Linked DNA regions of Zea mays: region 2 is linked to region 1. Evidence: chromatin contacts called from public Hi-C data. All regions are on one chromosome and are shown on one strand. Each heading gives the region's core, a stretch centred on a gene start, on an enhancer-like site or on the middle of the called end of the contact. The rest is flanking DNA. Distances are from core to core; before and after follow the strand shown.

Region 1 (7,336 bases), core at 3,343-5,842:
GGTTATATAACACGATTAAAGTTTTGAACTCAGGTTTGATAATATCTCTGTTGTGATAGCACAAAGATGTTAGTTACTTAGGGCGCGTTTGGTTGCCTGGTTCTGCACGTGCTTGTATCGTGGGAGTGCAAGGAGCTGTTGTTTGGTTGTTGTGAGCCAGACTCTGCGCGTGCGAGACATGTGTTTGGTTGCCTGTATGAAGCTATGGAGCCAGACTCACGGTCCTTAAAGCAGCTTGGACCAGGCTCTACAGATATGAGCCAGATGAGTGTATGTCCAGAGCCAGGCTCTGGTGGCCCTGGCTCATAGAGCCGGGATCGAGGGAGAAATGAACCAAACGCGCCCTTAGTGCTGGAAAAACACAGCTACATACCCTTGTTTCTACTATTAATCCACAAAACAGGCATGATAAATAATTTTGAAATCCAAAGCAGTTCAAAGTTCAACAATGTGCTATGTAAAACACTACTATATATTTAAGTTGCACTATATTTAATCTCTGCCTTCACTAATTCACTATTAACTGTTCCATGTGATCCTTCGTCAGAAGAATAAATAGGGGAACATACAGCAGGAAAAAATGAATAGGCACAGGTTTGAATTTTGCTATTCTGTGACATTAAAAGAAATAGAAAGCCACAACAATAAAAGGAAAGAGGATGACTCACTGTTTTGTCCCCGTCGAATATCTCTTGTGTGCCATTTCCATGGTGCACATCCTGCAACAACAATTGAGAACCTACTGATGAGATAATCAACATTAATTAGCATTATTGACTATAAAATAGGTAGTACAAAAGAACTATGCAAGATCATTACCCAGTCAACTATGAGGACTTTCTTGGCACCTGCTCTTTTTGCAGCTAACGCAGCTACTGCTGCATTGTTGTGAAGACAAAACCCCATTGCTTGCTTCACCCCTGCATGATGCCCAGGAGGTCTTACCTGTTTTTCAACAGACCCAATCAATATGAAGAATATACATAAATACCCATTTCATTTCAGGCTCACTGTGCACAATGAAAAAGTTTCGTGAAAAAAGATATAAGATCATAAGTACAGTACCAGCGCAAAGCCATTGCGAACACGCCCAGATACTATCAAACTAGCAAGATCAGCACATAATCCAGCTGCAAGTTTGGCAGCACATGCTGAATGTCCATTTGCGTAAGTATCCGAAGTGAAGTAACTGCAAATTGTGTTATTAGCCAAAGAATGATTTTCGCACAAAAATGCCAAGATAGGCTAAGCATTCATTAATAATGACCAGAACAGTTAGCGACAAACTAACAGATCATGACATTTGAAAGCAAAAAAAAGGTCTTGAACAAGAAGGAAATATTTCAAAAAAATCAAGCAGTACCTGTAAAGCATGTTCTTTGTCTGCTCGACACTTTCAATGTGGTCTGGACTATGAACCTAGAAGTTACCAAAATTTGAGTACATTGAGACTATCAGAGATAATGAAACAAAAAATATACTCTCGGAAATACACCTGCAAGCCTCTTACTTACCATAAGAAGTTCCTCCTTCGTGATTTCTCGAGGAGGTACCAAAGCACATTTTGAGGGAAAGATCCCTGAAGGATATAGCGACAAGTTAGGGTGTACTAATGCACCTCGAATAGAAAGGATACTCACCAAACCACTTGACACTTGTTGACATGACATCATATTTTTCCTGTCTAGATATCAACTTTTTTGCTATAATGGAAAGATCACACAATCTACATTGCATCTCCCTTTTTGTAACTTCATCACTATACACCAAAACATCGCGCATTTTCTTGCAGCGTGTTCAATAAAAAGTTTTCTTGCAGCAGATCTTCGTAAGTGCAACTGTACTACTTTACTAGACAAGTAGACTAACACTTAACTACACAAACCATAACCCATTTGACATGAATAAAACACAGACTACACATAAATTTTAACAGACAATCAGACTAATAAAGGTAAAAGATAGTATGCACCTGCAGCAGCAAGACTTGCAGCAATGGCGCGAAGGCGATCCGGTCTTTCTGGATGTGGATTTGGTTTAACTTCTAGCTGCTAGTAAGTACCATACATCAGTTCAACAATAATTTCCACAAGTTGATAGACAGAAAGTCAGGAATTTATGGAAATAATCTAGAAAACACAGCTAGCGAAAGAATCTGTAGAACCTTATGTTTAAACAGATTGTTTTATCACTTCCTTTGGACGCATAGTGGAAAAACAAAACAGAATTTTTAACACTCGAGTATTTTAAAAGTTATTAGAATGGAGAACTTATGCTATCACAAATGAATAGCTTCGTGAAATGCACAACAAATACAGTATAAAATTGTGCCCGTAAGTTCTGACTTTGCTCTTTCACATGGCATTAAACAAGTGTATATCATACACAGCATGCAATCAAGCAAAAAGGCCACCTAAGTGAAGAAAGTATAAGTCCAATACAAGATAACCTACAAGCTACCACCCTTGATGTAAGAGCTTTACTCAAACATTATAGCACCACATCTGCTATTTACCTCACTGTGGAGCAGCATTCTTTCATCAAAACCAATCGCCGTAGACACTGGCAGCAACCCTGCATAGAATAGTCAATAGTGTGAGCAAACGAGAAATTCAGAACTGGATGCAATAGGCACATGAGAAATTGATTCAGTGGAACACATTCAGATTCTTAAACTATCGTGCGATGGTGAACATACATTTTTTACTTGCCATTCAGTGTAACACCATTCTATTTTGAGGCGGTGGAACAGATTCAGATTCTTCAAACTATTGTATGATGGTGGACATAAATTTGCCGTTCAGTGTAAGACCATTCTTATTTTTCTTTCGATATTCAGATGGTTTTGGATCCTTATCAAATCTCGCCAATGAGAAATTTCCATTGACATGTGCTAATCGCTAATCGGACTAAATCACATCATAAAAGAAGCCATATCAAAATCAAAGGTGGGTTTTATAAAGCCCCGGAAGGAAACTGGAGCAAGTAGAGTGCCAACATATTTGGAAACATGGGGCAGTGTAAATGTGTAATTGTTTGTTTGTGTCCGTGATCTCACTGGTCCAAGTTCGAAAGATATGAATATCACATGCATGGATTAAAGGATGCCTATTTGAAAAGATTGTGACAGCATGTTCTTAATATTTTGCCAATTTCAGTAGGATCCTGTGGGGACCAGTCTCAATCCAAGCATAAGTCAATAACAGAATTAGCTACTAATTTAATTCTGTATTAATGAGAATTTTCCTAGGTTGAAACTCGGCTAGGTCAATTAACCTAGTAGTAGTCTATAACTCGATACATAGCTTCTCGTGCATGTTCGTCTTTCTTTTTTATTTTAGGTATAGTTCCAACCTTGATAAGCAAATAAGAAACAAGTATTGAAATTTTAACAAACATCTGACATTTAACGATGAAAATTGAAAAGTAACAGCATAACTTTAATTCAAATGCAAACAACACCTGTGTCAGCAGATAACAAAGCTGTTTGTGCAATTTGCTTTTTGAAGACATCATATCCATCTACAACAGATCCTGGAAGCTCACGGCAATTCTAGAATATGTGAACAAACACCGAAGAAGAGGAGTCAAAACAATAATATGTACTACGTAGAATTACAACTTTTCATAAGTTGCACTGCTTGCCTGACCATAAAAAAAAATCTCACCATGCAATATGTAATCTTGTCCACATTTGGCATTGTGCAGTTCAAGCAAAACCATCTATTCACAACAAGGCGACTAGCAGGTTCCCAATCACTGTCATCATCCTCTTCACCATTAAAGAAAAACAGATCCTCCAGTGTTGCCCCAGCTTGCTCCCCCTCAGACTCCTCATTAACAGCCATGAAAATTTCCTTTTCTACACCCACAGAGCCACCAGGGTCAGCACTCTCAACATGACCTATCCTAGCTGTGGAAACATTGGCCTCTTCTTCTAGAGCATCAGCACGATCATTGTTCAAACTGCATGCTCCACGGTTCTCTTTTGAGGCCTCCACATCAGTGTGACTGCCAGTCAACAAGGAGACTTCGTTCACTCCAGCACAAAAAGGTTTTGCATCAATGCCACAGCTTTGGCATTTGCCATGACAAGCTTGATCAGAAACCCCACATTTCCCCACGCTATGGGAGACCTCAGTCTTTTTGCCACTGCTAGGAGGTCTCATGTTCCAAAAAAACTGCACTAAGCGCTCAGCGGACCGGGGGGCATAAGCGCTCCAAAAGCGGCGCGACCGCCTTGGTGGAGCAGCGGCTGCTGGCTCCCGCTGCCCTCACCCCTCAGGTCGCGCGCGGTGCTGCCACCCGGGCCGGGCGGCGTTGACGATCCACCGGAGGCGGGAAGGGGGAGAGAGAGAGAGAGGCACGCACGCAGGGTCACCGGCCGGTGTGCGGAGGACCGGAGGCGAGGGCGCGAGGCGACTGGAGAGAGGCGGGAGGAGAAGCCGATGACGCCGTCGCCCAGAGCCCGACCTGAGCGCCGACGCCGTCGCCTGCGTGCTGAGCGCGAGTAAGGGAGAAAGCGGAAGATGAGCGCCGGCGCTGCGAGGAAATTAAGATGGGAGATGAAGAAAGGGCGACCGGGCGGCTCTGTCCTGTCATCCTGTGTGCCTTCTGTGGAGCAGTGAAAAGGTTAGGGTAAACAAACGTGTGGGCTTTTAAATGGGCCCCAAGTAAAAGTTAATACTGTCTTTTTCTTCATTTCTTTTTTTCTTTCTAACATCTTTTGACATATCATCATATAATTCAACTAGTATAAGTGTGTTACACATGTTAGATATTAAATTGGAAAGAACAAACATTGCACTTTATCTTAGCCAAAGGGTCGATAAAGGTATGAGTTGAAAATAATTCCAATCACTTCTTTATAGCTTGTTCAGTCATTTGTTCTCCTTTAGCTAGCAAGGTGATACTATATGGAAATGTTGCGGTGTGTGTGGCTTTTATGTCGTGTTGAACTTGGGTGATTTCTCACGTTCTATGATGTAATAGAACATTAGTAGGCGAGAAACGAGGAGAGGAACGAACCTACGTGTTTCGCATGTGACACGTGATGCATGAAACTGATGCTTCAAAGGTGTAGAGATGTATTCTATGTCTTTGAATTATGCGGTGAGGGTGTACTACATGTTACAAACTTCTATGGTCAAGTTTATAATGTGAGTTTGTAAGTACAAACCCCACCGAGAGAAATATGGAAACATCTCCTATAAAATGGCAGGAATGAGAGGTTGGAAGAGGCTTGACCTTGATTCCTTAGAAAATTATGCACTTCTAAGATTGGTTTGATTCCTAAAGCAATCAAACAATGGATAAACCATGCTTAGAAAATAAAAAATGTTGATGTAGTTGTAAAGCCCAAAAATTTGGATCAGATAAAAATAATGATATAAATAAATAGATATAATTATGTTAGTTTTGGGAAATTTTTAAAGCCTTTTTGAGATTTATTAGTTCCCTTCATTTTCATAATTAGATAATGGTATCAAATTAATCAAGTAACAATGAATAAATAAAGAAATGGGCATTCCATGCTTATGAATTTGTTGGGGTGCATTTTAGTGAAATGAGGAATCATAACTTACATTTGACCTCAACCTATAAATGAAATATAAAATGTAAAATGAGAAAGGAAATCTTAATAAAGCCATTTATTACTTCCATAGTTAAATAATAGGGAGAAAATAAATACTAATAAAAAGAGGATTTACCTTTACATTAGAATCATATTTGAGAATTGAAATCAAACAGGGATTTGAATTTTGATTTGGATATCTGAAATTTGAAATAGAAAATATAAAAGAATAGAAAAGAAAAAGGAAGCACCGTTATGGCCCAACAGATCAGAATTCGACCCATTTCTACCTCGCGCGCGCTCGGCCACTCTCCTTCCCTCGGCCCGCACGTCCCATCTTCCCTTTCCCGCGCTCGCACCTACTGGTGGGGGCCCGTTGCAGTCGCTCGTTCCGCTGCGTGTGGGTTGTGGTTCCTCCTCACCAACCGGTGGGACCTCCTGCTCCAGTCTCCCTCCTTTTCTGTTCCGCGCTAGCGCATGGGCGTGATGTTGCTGCCAGTGGCCCCCATGTAGAAAACTCACGTCCTACCCTGTAACAACTGAAAGTCGCCTAGAGGGGGTGGATAGGCGGAAACTGAAATTTACAACTTTAAACACACTAAAAGTCGGGGTTAGCGTTAGAATAAAAACCAAGTCCGGGAGAGAGGGGAAAACAAATCAACCAAGAAAGTAAAGCGGCTGACACGGTGATTTGTTTTTACCGAGGTTCGGTTCCAATGAACCTAGTCCCCGTTGAGGTGGTCACAAAGACCGGGTCTCTTTCAACCCTTTCCCTCTCTCAAACGGTCACCTAAACCGAGTGAGCTTTCTTCCTTGATTTCCCGGGTCACTTAGACCCCGCAAGGACCACCACACAATTGGTGTATTTTGCTTCGCTTACAAGGCTTTGAGAGTAAGAATGAGAGAAAGAAGAAAGCCAACCAAGCAACAAGAGCAACAAAGAACACAAGACGATCTTCTCACAAGTCCTAAAATACTAGAGTTGAATTGTGGACTTTGATTGGATCAGAGGCTTTGATTTGTGTCTTGGAGTGTTGTATTTTGCTCTTGTATTGAATGAGGAGTAGTGAATGCTTGGATGGTTGGAGTGGAGGTGGTTGGGGGTATTTATAGCCCCCAACCACCAATTCAACCGTTGGGGCAGGCTGCTGTCGATGGGCGCACCGGACAGTTCGGTGCGCCAGCCACGTCACCCAACCGTTAGGGTTTTGACGGTTTCGACCGTTGGAGCTTTGTCTTCATTTGGCACCGGACAGTCCGATGCCGCACCGGACAGGTACTGAGCACTGTCCGATGCGCCTCTGGTGGCTGCTCTGCCTTCTGCGCGTACTGTTCACGTTGTAGGCGACCGTTGGAGTCGACCGTTGCGCTGGCTAGCCGTTGCTCCGGTGGCACACCGGACAGTCTGGTGAATTATAGCGGAGCGCGGCCTCAGAAACCCAAAGGTGAAGAGTTCGCATTTGTACGGCCCTGGTGCACCGAACACTGTCCAGTGGCACACCAGACAGTCCGGTGCGCCAGACCAGGGTGCTCTTCGGTTTCTTTTGCTCTTTTCTTTTTGAACCCTAACTTGTTCTTTTTATTGGTTCGTGTTGAACCTTTAGCACCTGTAGAATATATAATCTAGAGTAAACTAGTTAGTCCAATTATTTGTGTTGGGTATTCAACCACCAAAATCATTTATAGGAAAAGGTTAAACCCTATTTCCCTTTCAATCTCCCCCTTTTTGGTGATTGATGCCAACACAAACCAAAGCAAATA
Region 2 (7,336 bases), core at 3,249-5,748, 160 kb after region 1:
TGCACAGATATTACACAGACAGCCAAAAAAAAACGTATCTCCCACGCCCTCCTCCCTGTTTAGAGCCACCCTAGGCTCACTTCTTCCATGGCTGGATGACCGCGACGACAATGACCGCCACTATCACCAGCAGCAAGATGATGGCGTAGCACATCCACTTCCTCGAGTTCTTCTGCAGCTTCTTCGCGTTCTGGAGCGCGCTCACGCCTTGTTGTATGTGGTTGGTGGCATTCGAGACCTTGAAAAAGAGGATGGAAATCGACATGTGAGTGATCTCATCAAGCTCGCTATTAATTAATTTATTGAAACATGGTTCTTGTCCTACATACAACAGGCTCAATGCAGAAATAGAGAACTCTTACATGTGTCTCGATGTTGTTGATCATGTCTCCTTGAGCCTCGACAAGAACTGCCATGTCCATAAATATCTAAACACAAAAACAAAGCAACGGTATAAAGAGGCATAGTTGAGCCTCAAGTCCTCAACAAAGAAATGTCCCAGACAGGGTCAACTTACTGAAAGGTACATGTGGTTTTATGTGTATTCTATATTCTTTTAAGTGTTCTAAGTTAATCCCAGCAGCCAGCTCCAAGAGTTGACTGCCTACCCCATCCCAGACCACACGTAATCACATGAGCTAGGGACGCAATAACTACACCAGTTAGTGTTATTTTTAGAGTCTTTCTTTTGGAAACCAGACTGTATAGTTCGTTGAATGTCATAGCTTTTGTAACATAATGTATTATTACAAACAACTTATGCAAAAAAAAGCATCACCTGTTGCAACTCCAAAAGCTTCCTCTCTAGATCCCTTACAGCATCATGTCGCTCCTGTATTTCAGCAACTGTGTCCAGTATCTGTGAATGTCAAAAAAAGAACATATCTATAACAAATCAATGTTGTAAACAGACATAGCTAGACCTGTTACCTGAAACAAACATACCACATAACTAGTAATATGACCTATGGTAGACCACATACCTGGCCTCTTCCCTGATGTTGGATAGCATCTTTGAATATTTGCTCACTTTTTCCGGTCTCTATCAAGTCATCAATTGTCTGCAGGGTTAGAGGCAGCCACATGAGAAACTGTGAAGTCAACCATAATCAAAGTTCACTGTAAATCAACGGCACAATGACATGTGCAAACATAACCGCAGGTGAAAAGTATGGTAGTGCACAGGTGCAATACTCACCTCTTCATCAGGACGATTACCAGTTACAGTAAAAACCCTTCTTTCGACAACCTCTCGATACTCTTGCCTGATTGCTTCTCTCAAGGTCTGCACCAGATATTAACAGGGTAACTTACATGATACAAACAATATATTTTAATTTTCTCCATAATTTTGTCGGCAATCGGCAGATATTCACAATGATTTACAAACTTGAAGCCCTTCTAGAATCATACCATCATCTAACTAATACTGAAAACTGAACCTGTAGCTGACCATATTTTTTTTATTTTGTTTTAGTTGAGTAAAACATGCAACCATCAATGAAGATATCCCCCTGCTCACAACGAGTAAGGCATGCAGAATTCTTGTAATTGGATATCTCTTTAGGCATGGAAAAGTAGAACACTTCCTCTCTGCTACTTTAGAAACCATATTCAAATCTTCCTAGGAGCAATTAATTTTGTGCAAGGGCAGGGCATATACCCAGTGCCCGAGGCTCCCACATGGGCGGGGTTTAGGGAAGGGATAAACAAAGGCAAGCCTTTCCCCCACAAATGCGGAGAGACTGCTTCGAACCCGCGACCCGGTGACTCAATGAAACAGCTCTCAGCACTACACCAGGCCTGGTTTGGGAAAAAATAATTTTGTACAAGTTTGTGTTTTAAAATCATCCTATGTTAATAAGATCTTATAATATCACAAAACAGCATAAGCATGACATGCATGGAAAGGAACACAGTACCTGAAAATCATCCATCCGTTCCTTCAATTTCTTTTTCACTGCTCTGTAGTAATTGGAAAAACATATTGAGTAAGCAACAAATGCATGTAAGCAAGTAAGCAGCATAACTAAAGGCTCTGATATGAAATGCAAATTTACCCAGTAGTTTGCTCTCTTGATCGGTCCACGGCAGAACCCTTTCCACATCCAGGTTTTTGCCTATTCGATAGGTTCTGTTCCAAAATGTTAGCGAGCAATTCAAGGTTAATTGTTGACAGCAGCACACAAGTCAGTTGATTTAAACAATTATAAATACCTATTTCATAAGTTCTCGAGAAATGCTGTTTGGTTCCAGTGAATTTAGCATTGTTTCGGAACAAAAAATCTTACAAAATGACATATAACAAAGTAAGGTAATGAGGTTCTCAATTTCATCTAGCAATTATCAGTAGTACGATTGACCAAGTTATGACACATCTATACAATTTCTGCAATAAGCATGGACAAATTTGATTTATATAGATATTGCTAAGACAAATACTGATAACTATCAGGGTCAAGCAAGAGCATACATCTCTTTCCAGTTCATCAACTTTTGTCTTTGCCTGACGAGCAATTTTCCCCACTTCATCAATATCTTTCTCCATCCGCTGCTTAATTGCTGTGAAAAAAGAATTGTTGCTTCTAACCATAAGCATAGAGGCAATTTCTAAAAGAATGCATACATATTTCAGATAATGGTTAAGTCTGCTAGAATAAACAAACACTTACCTTTCATGGAACTTGCTTTTGTAACTGCTTTGGATTCCTCATTTGCAGTCTACAGACAAAAAAATAGGTTTCTGATATCAATGCACATGTCAAACGTAGATTCACAAGGAAAATGGTAATCAAAAAACAAAAAATCCATTGTGAATACTAAACTCCAGGGTCGTTAGCTTAAGAAAAAGACAAAGAATGAATGGCAGAATGAACATGCCTGGAGCTTATTCAATAGATTTGACAGCTTTGCAATTATACTCTCAATTGCATCGACCTGTTACATCACAAAGCTTTACGTCATTAATCAGAAGGGGAATGTTGGAGTCGGACTAACAATACTAATGTAATTCGATGCAAACAGGAGAGTACATGTAATAACGTAAATATGGTAAGATGAAGAGACGCAAGCAGCAGAGTAATTATGCAAACAGCACCTTCTTCAAGAAATCTTTCAAGTTGTCTGAAGCATCAGCCTGATGCATTCCCATTTCAATATCTGCGTCTCTTGAGGAGTCCCGCCGAGGGAGCTCAAAGGAATCCTGTGAAACAGTAGTGTTCACAATACGTACCGCAGTTCAATCACATAAGAATAGTAAATTATACTAACTCATTTCTCGAATATTTGTCGCCCGATAGTTATTTGGGGTTTTTTATGGTGGTGCCCTCGGTTTTGCTGTTGTACTCATTTTTATCCTTAGTTGTGTTTTTTTCTCAGTTTTGTCATTCCAGTGCTATAGAATAGAATGACAAAACTGAGAAAAAAAAACACAACTAAAAGTAAAAATGAGGACACCAGCAAAACCGAGGGCACCACCATAAAAACACCTTATTTTTAAACTAAAACGCCACAGATAAAAAAGAAAAAAGAACCGAGTGAGTAGTTTATAAATCCAAAACGGAAAGCCTCGCACTGCATGTGCCAACAAACAACAGGACTGCGCCCCGCCCCCGCGTGAGAAACATCACCATTCAAATCCCAGCAGGGCTGACACACCCTCTCCATTCCAAGAGTGCAATTGGACAGATGTTACGATGGGCCATGAAAATGTTCTAGCCAAAGCGGATGAGAAAAAAAAAAGAACAAGCTTTAAAACACATCAAGCTCCAGTGAATACAAACCCTCCTGAACCCGAGCACTCCAACGGCAGCACTAAATGCAATGCAACTACTGGTGATCATTGCCGCTGTTCAAATATTCAATCAAGGTAACTGCTACACGAGCAGCTAATGCGAATGATCATTGAGGTGGTTGAAGCAGGACAGTCCACTCCAAAGGCAAAGGCAAGAGAAGAGGCACGGAACAAAAGGCAGCCGGAAGCTGAGCAAGCGCATCTTGCTTCCACCGCACAACGCAGCTGCTCCCGAACTAAAGCCACGCAGATCTAGGCGAGGCGAGCACCAGGCAAGCGGGCACCCTACCGCACGTAGCCGAGAAAACAGGGGCGGGTTCCTTCGACCGCACGCCCCGCATTCCGACCCGCGCGGCTCAAGCGATCCCTTCGGCCGCCGACCACTCCACCGCCGCTGCCTCCGGTCCCGCGAGCCAACCTATGGCTCCGCCGGCGGTCGCCGTGGGGGAGGAGCGGGCGGCGCCGAAAGGCCGTCTCCAGATCTCCAGCTCGCGCGGCGGATCCCGGCGAGCGGCGGAGTCCGCCCGGGGAGGGGGGGGGGGGGGACAGGGCGGAGGGAAGAGGAGACCGGGGTGGGGGGTCGCTTACCGTGAGGAGGTTGTTCATGGCGGCGAGGAGGGAGGGAGAGAGAGGGAGGGACAGGCGGGCGGGCGGCGAGGAGAGCGGAGGCCGCGGGACAGACGGAGGCGGGACCGGGGAAGGTGTGGCCGTTGCGCCGCAGAGGATGCTTTGAGCTGGGGGGAAGAGGTTGGGTGGGCAGAGGGTTAACGCTGCGGGTGCTGAGGCTGGCAGGTGGGCCATTCGAGGATCTCTTTCGGCAGGTAGGCGGCTGGCTGGCAAGTGCCATGGAAAGTTTTTTAAAAATTGCTTTCCATTTCCAGGGGTGTTTGCCTCGTCTTGTTCACCTCTGCCCTCTGCGCTGGAAGTGGAACACCGCGTCAGGTTGGCTTGCCACTGCCAGAGAGGTGCCTCAAACGGAGACAAAACAGCGGCGACGTCGGGCCCACCAGCACCGGACTCCGCGGGTGGCGCGCGGGGTCCACCCGCCGGTCGTCTCGCAGGTAGACCGGTGCGAACGAACTAACAGGAGGGCGAGGCTGGACCGCTGGAGCTGGAGTATGGAGGGGGCCCGGGTTTGGTCGAGAACGGAAAAACCGGCGAGAAAACCGAATTTCATCGTACCCTCAACGCTTTGTTGAAGATTTAAATTTAAACCACATGATTTCGCGTTTATCAGGCGATGTGCCAACCCTCAGCAACGACAAAACGTCTTTTGCCACCCAAAACCCATTTTAAAAGTTTCTATGCACATATTTTCAAATTTGGAAAAAAAATCGGCGAGAAACGGTGTTTTTTCATTGAAATTCTCAGTTATTTTGCTAGAAAATGATGGTTGGTAGTTTCTAATAAACCTAAAAGTTTAATATAAGAGTACTCAGAAAAATATTTAATCTTTCACAACATTTTTCTTGAATTCTATAAATATTTTATTTTAAAAAAAATTAAGCATAATCTTAGAAAACCGACCGAAAAATCCAGTTGTAATCCCTAGGACATCCTAGACTCTAGGATTTTAAATAGAAAGATGATTTTAGCCCATCACATCTCATCCGGTATCATTGCTACCAAATAAGTTCCAGGGGTTGGTGTGCATGGCCCACCGGGGCCAAGCCGTCCGAACTATAGGACAACGCAAACATGTCTTCCTCACTGTAAAAAAATACTTCATCTGATTTTTAGTATAGATTTAACATTCTCAGGGGCGGAGCCACAGGAAGAGCAAAGTGGGCCATGGCTCCCTATTTTTTAAAACCATATATATCTTATATATATTCTGTTAATTACAGATAACATTAAAGCGTGGATGAGCCAAAACAAACCTCCGTGGGCCTCCTCCGGTCCATTGCGAGCTATGGTTGTTTTGTTGGCTCCTCCATTTGCTACAAACCCACAACCATGGTTGTTAGCTTACACCACCTAGTCAACGGTTTCAAGGATCTACCGTTGTCGTGTCTCCCCACATTTAAATGATAAAAACTAAAATTATATATAAATAGAGGCTTGAATCATAGTTGTTGGCTCCACAACCACAGTCACATCTAAATAACCAACATAACACATGTGTTTTTATGTGAAGTACTTTATAACTATAAATGGAAAACGTAACAACATATGGATACTTTGCTAGTTATTATGCAAATATACGATGCAACCCATCTGATAATATTCGTTTATGGTCGTAAATATTAATACCTTTTTGTTTACACTTTGATTAAACTTTGCATTTCGTAAACTCTTCGAAGAGCGACCCAATCATAGCGGTGGACCGGTGGTCCATATTAGCGCACTGGCGGATTAGTTGTGTGTCTTTAAAATGGAGGCAGCCAGTGGATGAGATGGTCTAACTTGTGTGTCTTTAAAATGTGTAGCCGTTTCGGGATTCACCCTAGTTGCATCCCCTTCATTTCACTAGTTTGATTCCTTCTGTTGTGCAAGCAAAATCAAAACCCTTAAACTTGTCGAAAGTACACCACGACCTTAGCGGCTCCTTGGTGACTCCTAGCCGTCTAAGAACCAAGGTACCATTTGGTTCATAAAATGTAACGTAAATGGTAATGGTAATAATTCACACTTAAATACCGGCGGTAACAAATTTGAATAAGGTGGTATCCATTTATAGTGTGGTATCGATTACGGTTTGACTTAAACAAACACGATTTAACGTTATCTGTTCATATGTGAATCAAACGGCACCCAAGATCCAACGATACAGACACGAACAACGAGAATGAAGAATGCCTCAATTGCTCAAGTGTTGGATTTGCTCTAAAATTGAATTTGCTCTTTTCAAATGTGTCTTTCGAAACGAGGATTTAGATATTGAGTTTAAGAAAACTCTCAAAGATAAATTGCGCCGAAAGAAAGAGAAGAAGAAGATCCCGTCGCCACGAAGCCCACTGTGCAGATCGCCTCATCGTCGTCATGAGCCCACCCACCCACCCACCGCCATAAAAAGCCATTGCGGCTCACGGCCCACGAGACTCCGAGATGCCCGGGCGACACCGCGGATCGCTCGCCAGTCGCCACGCGGCTCCACCGTCGCCAAACGTCCCCGACCGACGGACGCGGCGACGCACGTTCTCACACACCTTCCGCCGCGGGCCTTCTTCTCCTTTCCGCTCGCCTCTTCTCCACCTGTCTGTCCGCTCTACTGTATAGAGGAAGGCCGAAGGCCGTTTCCATTTCTCGAAGCCGCGGCAGCACGCGTCCTGCTTGCCTCCCGGTCCCGGATCTTGCCCACCCCGCAACGCGCCGCCACCTCCGCCAAGCAAGGTGAGAGTCCAGGAAACGCTCCTCCTCTGTTCATCCCACTCCTGCAGTCCTGTTACGTTAGAATAAATTAGGAAGGGTTTCAACTTGTTAGGGATTTAAACGACTGAGGGCCTGTTCGATTCCATCGGAACGGTGACCTGGAACGATTCCTAGCTCTAGCTAGATTGCTTGTATAATTTATATAAGCTAGAACGATTTCTGGATGGAATC

Evidence for each region. Hi-C and Micro-C count contacts between places; a contact is called where the count stands out from the background.
Region 2: a contact with region 1 is called in a Hi-C map of tassel, with 5 times the contacts expected there. The contact joins the promoter of LOC100285646 here to the promoter of LOC541972 in region 1. A contact is called at or near these places in 14 of 25 Hi-C or Micro-C datasets (bundle sheath, ear, endosperm and 4 more) and 2 of 3 datasets of contacts at active chromatin or transcription factors (leaf and seedling).

The regions. Positions count from the first base shown.
Region 1 is chr7:7,565,579-7,572,914 of Zm-B73-REFERENCE-NAM-5.0, forward strand. It overlaps LOC541972 (histone deacetylase), which reads right to left and starts at 4,593. Exons shown (of 16, transcript NM_001111625.2): 1 at 3,669-4,593; 2 at 3,463-3,553; 3 at 2,516-2,574; 4 at 1,973-2,048; 5 at 1,515-1,579; 6 at 1,364-1,419; 7 at 1,066-1,189; 8 at 820-945; 9 at 669-719. The coding sequence starts at 4,169.
Region 2 is chr7:7,722,331-7,729,666 of Zm-B73-REFERENCE-NAM-5.0, forward strand. LOC100285646 (syntaxin 132) reads right to left here and starts at 4,499. Exons shown (of 12, transcript NM_001158537.1): 1 at 4,382-4,499; 2 at 3,098-3,202; 3 at 2,881-2,937; 4 at 2,673-2,721; 5 at 2,474-2,562; 6 at 2,061-2,134; 7 at 1,923-1,965; 8 at 1,199-1,285; 9 at 984-1,061; 10 at 779-859; 11 at 363-428; 12 at 1-238. The coding sequence starts at 4,399. The coding sequence ends at 71. It overlaps LOC103631975 (nipped-B-like protein B), which reads left to right and starts at 6,831. Exons shown (of 2, transcript XM_008653830.3): 1 at 6,831-7,126.